Regions from separate parts of the Mus musculus genome. Here region 1 is linked to region 2. A link is a contact called in public Hi-C data. All regions are on one chromosome and are shown on one strand. The core of a region is the stretch at or near the end of the contact, and the rest is flanking DNA. Distances in the headings are between cores, read along the strand shown.

Region 1 (4,519 bases), core at 907-3,406, 200 kb before region 2:
AACATCCCTGGGATGGGATGCCATTCTTGGTTAGCCTTCTTGGAAAGAAAGCTCCATTTCCTTTTTCTGGTGGGAGGAATTACATTCTTACACAAATTCAGCTTGTCTCTCGCAGGCTCACCATGCTCTGTTCCAAAGCCAGCTTCTTCTAATGAGGTCTGGAAGAAGGCTTCTTTTCTTGGACATACAAAAGGGTCTGTTCCAGAAACTAGCTTCCTGTGAGTGCCTGAGGTTGCAAGTGTTAGGGACTCAGCTTTCTTAAGAAGTTCTTATAAACAGTCACGCCCACTAGCACATGAAAGCCAGTCAGCCAGCCGACTGTTACCACATCCATATGTTCGAGTGCATGACCTTAAAAAGGAAACACACACCCTCAGCAAATCCAGAAGGATGCCCTGGCCCTAGAAGGCCTCGCCGTGGAAAAGTTAGAGAGTATTCCACATATCATCTGTTGCTGACCTTTACCTTGTAAGACTTTTTTTCTTTTAACAAGACCCCCAAAGTTATAATAACCCCTACTTGGTAACCCACACTGTCCCAAGCCCAGCTGCTTTTGCATGATAGATGTCACAGTTAAGTCATGCACAGTGACTATGGGCCCAGACTTACAGTTTTCCTCTTCAGATTACTGAGATAGGAGAAGAGACAGGCAGAGAGCGTGGCAGGTGACATGTGGACCCCCCCCCCCAAGTCAACCAAGAACCTGGAATTTCCAGATGCTAATCAAGGCAGTGCTCAAACTGGCACAGAGCCTTCCTCCTGGGTAAGCGGGTCACCCTGAGACAATGACTGAATTCAATAATAAATCACCCCACCTTTTTTTACCCATTGAGAGGGGCCAGTCTGACCGTTTTTTGCTTTTACCTCCAGCCGCTGACTCTCTTGAGGAAATTCTCCAAGGCTTATATGACTTGAGTATCTTACTTATAAGTTGGGTCCAGGGATCCTCAGAGTTGGCTCTTTCCGGTTTTAGGTATAACTACTGGATAATGTTTCCACCAGTAAAGCCCAGTCTCATCTCTCTAAGGGCTCTTGCCTTACAACCTAGTTGAAGGAAGACATGATTGTGTTAAAAATAGTGTGACATTAGTCATTATGTAGGGCAGAACTTCTGTTTGTTTTCTTTTTTCCTTGGGTGGACTGTCTGTACCTGAGAAAAACATCTGATGAGATTACTGATAAGCCTTTTGCAGAATTTCTCATAGTACTGTCTGGGTATTTTTAAAGGATTGTTTGAGGCCGGGGAAGTGTTTTCTGTGTAATATCTAATTTCACCAGAAGACGAAGACCTTCCTCTGCATTTCACTGGAGCTGTGGTTCATACTGCTCTTGGGGTTGTCGGACTGAAGGAGCAGTGACAACCAATCAAGTTGTGACAGAGACAAAAGAAAGAGAATATGACCAATGGAGAAAAGAGGGCAGAAAAACCAGAGGATGTGTTTGTCTGTAGAAAAGAGACATCCCTTGAGGGGAATACCCTTGGGAGGTGCTGAAGGAAATGGGGTGGAAGTCACTACAGCTTCAAGAGCTCTGAGGGGGGAAAGAACACGTAGGAACAGTCCCAGTGCCCGCCATTTTCCTTGGTCTTAGTATACGGGAAGCCTCCCGAGAGGGAACTTTTGTAAGACGATGTGAAGTGCACTGGAGGTGACAGGCAAACGTGTTTCTCAGTAACCACAGAAGTGACACTCTGGAAGAAGCCATGAGTTGGAGCATTTTATCTTTCTGTTTTGCATTTGCTTTAATTCACTGACTGCACAGTAAACACCCACCGGAGAGATTGGAAGGGCAAGATGGACTTTAACACTGGACCCAGGATTGTGGTGACTTACATACCTCGTCACCAGCAATGATAAGTCAAGAAAGGCTCTTCTCATGTGTGTGGCCTTTCTTCAGACATTTATTTATTCTGTGCTGGGACTGAACCCACGTCTTCATGCATGCTCAGCAGACGTTTTACCATTGAGCATCACAACAGACACACACACACACACACACACACATCCATGGTCATGCTTGCTGTGTTCACACGGTACCATTCCCTAAACGCAGATTAGATCAGGAGTGAAAAGAAATGGAGAGCTGGAGAGAAGTCACCCAGGCTCTAGGCTCACCTCTAAATAGCCCACCAGAGACGTCATCACTGCTCTTTCCACTCACGGAGAGCAGAGAGGTCAGGAGTAGGCCACCTATGTAGCACCCCACCTTGAAGCAATTGTCTAAATGGAGAAGGAGGAAGGAAGAGACCTTCCACACCTAGACATAAGGCATATATAGAGAAATTGACTCTTCTATCCAACAGCTGTCTTGCCAATTCCATTGGGATAACATTTCTCCAAACTGCATATCAGAGGGGAAGAAACTAGTAACCTTTGAGAGGTTATTCTGTGGAGTGGCTGGGATTCTTCAGTAGGTAAAAGTGCTTGCTGCAAATGCATACTGATGTCCCTCCACCCCCACCCCTGCCACCATGTTCAAGTCCTTGGAAATATCTAAATGTGGAAAGAGAGAACTAACTCCACAGAGCTGGCCTATGCCCTCTACACACACACACACACACACACACACACACACACACTGAAAGATTCAATTTTTTAAAAGCTTGTTTCTTTCTTCCTTTCTTTCAGTGTGTGTGTGTGTGTGTGTGTGTGTGTGTGTGTGTTTCGAGATAAAAGCTTGTTTCAATGTATAATATCTCTATATGGCTAGTTTTTCCCCTGCCCTACCTCACTCTGCAACAATATTCCTTTATAGTAAAGGAAATAATATCTTTGATTTATAAATAAGAGAAACTCAGCCTCAAGGTGTCATCGGGTGGCTAGAGCATAAACTCCACCTTACATTGTGTGTAGGGGGCCGTTTTCTTATTTGCTGTCAACATCCTCTCTAACTAAATATAAGTGCTCGAGAAGAGTGGTTACACACAGTGACAGGCACCAGCGTCTCTGGAATCATTAGGAATCACTGAACTGCAAAATATCGCTGTTCAAAAGTCCTGCTTTCTCCTGTGGGGTGTTTTTCATATCTTATTTTGAAAGCTGAATGTAAATGAGCCCCAGGGACCTCCTCTCACCTGTCCGTGCTCTCTGCGTGATAGTACAGCAGTATCTATTTATTTCAGTCTATTAACAAACACACATCCCAGTTTAGATACATACAAATCACTTGTGTTTGGGGGAGTTAAGGCTGTTTGAAGGTAAAAAACAAAACCCTCTTTAATTGTAGATCTAATGATTTTGCCTTTCTCTAATTATTTTTGACTTGTTACAGTGTGTTCAGTGCCAGATACTCCAGACTAGAAATGGAGAATTCGATTCATTGTGAACTCTTGTGTCTGGACTGCTTCCGATGACCTTGGTAAAAGTGGGCTCTTCCTCCTTTTCTGGACCCATATAACTGAATTGGTAAGGATCTGGGTAAGAGATTAGGTGAGGTTTTTTTTTTTTTTTTTTTTTTTTAAGACACAAATATATGGCGGCTGGAAAGAGCCCTGAAAAACAAGGCACATGTACTGTACTTTGTGTCCCAGCAGGTGCCTAAACGCCGAGAGCTCTTACGAAAAACTAGTTTGGCTGCTATTGTTTGTGTCTCTATGACTGTTGCACTACCTATGACTGAAGCTAACAGTTGTCCCACCTGTACCCTATTAAAGTGCATCATAATCATGTTTAAAGTTAATTAATTCAGCACGAACTGATTAAGCACCCACCTTGCATCACACACACACACACACACACACACACACACACACACACATTTACAGGGATGCATGGCCAGATAAGAAACCTTACACACTCCAGTCAAGTTAAGGAAAGGTAGGCGTGCAAACAGATGTAAGCAGGGTCCTTGTTGATTTGTTCAATTCAACAGCGGATGCTTTGGAGGGGTGCTCTAGCAAGATCTTTGTGAGCCCGACCCTGGAGTCTGCTCTCCAGTGCCCAGATGAAGAAACAGAAGATTGAACTTTAACTGCATAGTCAGGCCCAGCCAGTGATGTTTTAGTATCTGAGCTCTGGCGTTAGGAAAGAACCAGCGTGTATTGAGGATGCAGGGAAAGAGGATATGCACTTCTTTCTCAGGCCCCAGCCACATCATCTGTTGCTTGGTTTTTCAGCACACTGATCATGCTTGACAGCCACTTACCACTAGTAGGTCTCCAGAACTGACTGCCAAGTTGGAAGTATAAAGCAACTTTCTGAAAGAATATGCAGGTGAGAAGGAAGATCATATGAGACTTAAGGCTGGAGAGGCTGTCACAGGGAGCAGCCATTGCTGTCCTTCCTGCAAGGAACTAACCTGAGCACCTAGAATCATGAAAGCAGTGACTAAGCAAAGGGTAGTGTATTATGTCAAGAACTGCTTCCTGAAGCATTTTTAAAATGAGGTTAATTATCATCATAAATAGCTAGAATATTGGGGTTATGCCAGACTAATAATGTAGTTATGATAACATGCTAATAAGTTGAGAAAAATTTAGCTGATTGGTCCATAGGTTTAGTATGGAGAACTCATAGTAGGA
Region 2 (4,286 bases), core at 1,686-4,185:
AAATTAGCTCAGAATGTCAGGAGGGGTGTGTGCCCTGCCAGAGCATCTCACCTCAGTCTTGCAGGCAGTGCATCTGAAGAGGAATTACAAGGCAAGAGCGAGCCTTGATTATGTTTACTCTCTAAAGGGCTACATAAAGGAATGTACAGACTAGATGCTGCAGCTAGAGGAGATGAGGGCTTGAGCCAGGGCACCATGGGTGGAGGAAGGGACAGCATGGCTGAAATATTAACTTCCAGAGTTAAACTCCCAGCAGGTGATCGGCATGTGGCAATCCAGTCTTGAAAGAGTGCTTCTGAACTTCCTCACTGGAGTCCATGCAAAGCCCCTAATCAAGGCCAGACAGGAATTACCAAGACCAGATTCAGCAACAGGGAGGAAGGAATAGAAAAGAGAACTGCCCTTTGAGCAGGCTTTAAGATGCCAGCAGGAAGCACTGTCCTGGAGCTGTAGTTGGTGTTTGGGAAGGCGGTGGTACTGTATGGGAGGGAACTAGGAGCCAGAGGCAGAGATTTGGGACACACCAGGCTTCGAAGCGTATTTAGGAAGGAGATACAGACAGAAACTCAAAGTGGATTTTTGAAGAATCTCATAGGGATGTGCTCACATCAGGAGATGGGCAGTGGGGGTCCAGGAGAGATTTTTTTAAAGTGCTATGAGTTTGAGGTGGTTGGGTGCTTGCATAGCAAGAATAAGTCCCTGGATTTGGTCCCCAGATCACTGAAAAGAATTGATGAAGCAGTTAATTTTCTTTTAAAATGAAAATACTACTGCGGATCTGAGAATGAGGAAGACTGCAAAAAGGTAGTTTGATTTGGCAACGAGGAGGTCCCCAGAGACCATAGAGGAGTCACAGAAAGGGCTGCACTGGTGTATGGAGTATGTGCAGGGTATCCTGAGCCCAGTGAAGCAGAGTAGAAGCCAAGGGAGACCACTCCTGGCTACGACCAGTCCTGGCTAACTTTAAATTCTTTACCAGTCTAAGATTTTTTTTTTCAAATAGTTTTCTGAAATTGTTAACCCAGGGACAATTTATGGAGAACACACTTCTGCTTTGGCAGGGGACAGAGCAATGAATCACTGTCTCTGTCTTCCGGGCTTTTTTTTTTTTTTTTTTTTTTTTTTTTTTGGTCTAATGTCAGGGAGTGACACAGCAAATTAAACCAACAAGTGTGAAAGTGCTTAGCAGGGCACTCAACATTTAGGTGAGAAACTATTTTCATTTTCAAATTGCTATACATTAGAACCGAGAGGGAAAGGGTAAGAGGGTGCCTAGGGAGCTAGGAATTGCTCAGTTTAGCTAGGGGCTTCTTTTTGTTGCTGTGCTTTAGGTAAGGTCTCACTCCATAGACCAGCCTGGTCCTTAGCTAACAGCCATCCTCTCACCTTGGTCTTCCAAAGATAAGAACTGCCAGCATGTGCCACCTCACTGGGCTAGGGAAAGGCTTCTAAGAAGAGCTTAATTGGAACATGAAGTACTGGTGGGGTCTGAATATGCAGAAGCAAGGGTTATCGAGGCTAGGGACAGTTTTAGATGGCCGGAACCTGTACACTTAAACAGCTGAGTTTGAAAGCAAGAAGAATTGTTAGTAAGGGCCAAAAACAATTTAGTGGCTGTCTCATAGGAATAGAGCTCTAGAACCATGAGTCCTAAGGCAACAACCAGAAGCAACAGGCTCTCCTAAGAACAGGGGCCAGAGGACTTTGAGAGCCTTCCCCACCCCCATTCTGACTCATTGTGGGACTGAGTTAGGTTTTAGTACTTCATTTCCCTTGGTCAAACCAAGGCCATTTGAATGCACCTGCCTGCCATCTGTCACCTTTGCCTGGCCCAGTGAAGGTGGCCATTGTGAGGGGCAGGGAGCACTTGCTAATTATACTTCTGTGGCCAAGGCGCCACGTGAAGGCTTTTGGCGGTCTCACTCAAATGAAGTGGGGGCCGGCTGACTGCTCCGCCACATGTGGAGGCCAGCTTGGCTAGTCCTCCCAGTGAACCTCTAGTTTTGTTTTGAGGTTGCAAATTACAGATGTTGGTGGCTATTCTAAAAAAAAAAAAAAAAAAAAAAAAAGGTGGAAGGGGTGCGCTGAAGAGGAGGAGGGGTGGTGAAGTGGAGTTCCACCTGAAAAAGGGCACACACGACTTGACCCCAGCCTACTGTCCCCACTGTCCTTCATTTTGTCCACCTTAATTCCTCCCTCTTCATCCAAGTAGTTGGACTTGATATACCTAGCAAGTGGTAGGTTTCTACAAGGGAATAAAATGGTAGCAAGCATCACTATGAAGTTATGTGACTAAGGACTCCTGCTTCACCAAACAGTGAGCCACCTTGTTTATCTGCGAGGGCACAGGAGTTTGGCTATGTCAACAGTGACCAATAAACCATAGATCCCCGAGATATGTTATAACATCATTGTTCCTAAGAACTACAACACAGCAGGCACAATATTATAAAAAGAAGTAGAGTTTTCACCTATTGAATTTTCTTGGTCTCCAGAACAGATGGTGGTGGTGGTGGTAGTGATAATGGTGAGATGATGATGATCATAGAGATGATGGTTAGGTGTCACAAGTCATTCTGTATACTACAAAGTACTAAGAAACTTATAAATTCATTTTCTCCCAAAACATGTCTGAGATCCAAGTCAACATTTGAGTATTTGCCAAAAGGTAACTAACACATCTAGTGAAGTGAGCCAAGTACAGATTCATTAGTTAGAACTGAGCATAGTGTGAGTTCCGAGTTTTGCATTGTGGTCTCGCCCTTACCAGCTGGGTGACCTCGGACAAACCATTTCACTCCTCGGAGCTTTAGTGTCTTCATATGTAAAACTGTGTTAATAATAACCATCTCAGAAGGTTATTGTAGGGGTTTGATGATTTCATGTAAATAAAAAGGGACACTGTAAACTCTAAAGCATTATGCAAATATTAATTACTATCTATACAAGAATGGGCTGTCTGCAAGAGTGAATGCCAGTGCTGAGAGGCAATGTGTGCTGTGCCTGAAAGAGCATTTAATTTTGAATCAGAACACAGGGCTTCTATTTTGGTCTTGCATGTCAGGTGGCAGAGGAGAGTGACTTTCAACAGGCAACACACAACCAGCAGTGCACTTGCCTGTACAAAACAACTGCCACCATCCACCTGTCACCTTGTCACCTGTGATAGGCTAAATGATGGCCTCGGAGTTGCTCAGGACCTAACCTCCAGGGCTGTGAATGCCTGCTATCTCCCTGTTCAGATAAGATTAAATCGAGAGTTGAGAGGTGGAAACTCATCCTAGATCATCTTGAAGGGACCACATAAGCACCTGGATGTTTATACGGTGGGGCGAAGGAAGAGTCGGGGTTGATGACAATGCAGAGAGCTTTGAGTGATGGACTTTAAAGACTGAGAAAGAGGTTCAAAACAAAGAGAAGCTGAAGAGACAAGGAAAAGAATCCCACATCTAGCCTCTGGAAGAAGTCCTTCCTGTCCTTCCTGGTAATGATTTGACTTAAGCCCAGACAATATGACTAAGACTTCAGCAGCTTCCAGAACCTTAAGAACATAATTTGTGTTCTTTTTAAACCACACACATTGGGTACTTCCTCGTAGCAGTAATCAGAAACTCACACAGCAGCCCCTTCTTACGGCCCTCAGTTTCAAACCCCCTGGCTCTGGTTTCCTTCTTCCTGACCCACATCCAACTAAACAGACTGAAGGGGCTAGGCACTCTACTCTCCACTTGCTCAGTCCTTTGGCAGGCTAGTATGGAGCTGATCTTGCTGGCTCTATGGGGCTCCCACATTGCTGGGATTATTAACTGAATGGATTCTTTTGTTTAGCACCTCCAGTTGCTAGAGTTCTTTGTAGTGTATTCAGGCTGAGGAAATGAGATGTTATGGCTTTGGTTGAGTTTTTGAAACTCCTGGGCTCTTTATTTTCTCATCTGTCATTTGGAGATGAACTGCTGTTTCTATGCCTACTTCACGGGGCAAAGCCTTAGTAAAAATGACAGCAAGGAAAGTTATGTGACCTTTGCGATTCTGCTTGAGTGTGAGCCAATGCTATCATCATTTTCATTGTTACCTTCATTTTAAAGTGCTTATTTTCAAGTATGTGTGCTTGTGTGTGTGTGTGTGTGTGTGTGTGTGTGTGTGTGTGTGTGTGTGTGTACGTAGGTGTCCTTGGAAGCAAAGGGCTTCAGATCTTCTGGATCTGGAGTTGTAGTTGGTTGTGAGTTACTCAACGTGAGAAATGGGAGCCAAACTTAGGTCCATTGTAAGAGCAACACAAGCTCTTA

The links. A called contact is a pair of places that touch in the nucleus more often than the background predicts.
Region 1: a contact with region 2 is called in a Hi-C map of centroblasts, with 2.9 times the contacts expected there. The contact joins two enhancer-like sites. A contact is called at or near these places in 3 of 484 Hi-C or Micro-C datasets (the C10 cell line, bone marrow-derived macrophages and centroblasts) and 2 of 115 datasets of contacts at active chromatin or transcription factors (the 230-238 cell line and bone marrow-derived macrophages).

Annotation. Positions count from the first base shown.
Region 1 is chr16:24,335,573-24,340,091 of GRCm38.p6, reverse strand. No RefSeq gene overlaps it. Among named protein-coding and RNA genes, the nearest start is that of Gm38456, 42 kb to the right of the region's middle. Within about 2 kb of position 2,156, at least 13 of the 459 cell types and tissues checked have an H3K27ac peak or open chromatin away from gene starts, as enhancers often do. A contact at or near this core is called in centroblasts, where this site is marked.
Region 2 is chr16:24,133,525-24,137,810 of GRCm38.p6, reverse strand. No RefSeq gene overlaps it. Among named protein-coding and RNA genes, the nearest start is that of Gm32126, 24 kb to the left of the region's middle. Within about 2 kb of position 2,935, at least 9 of the 459 cell types and tissues checked have an H3K27ac peak or open chromatin away from gene starts, as enhancers often do. A contact at or near this core is called in centroblasts, where this site is marked.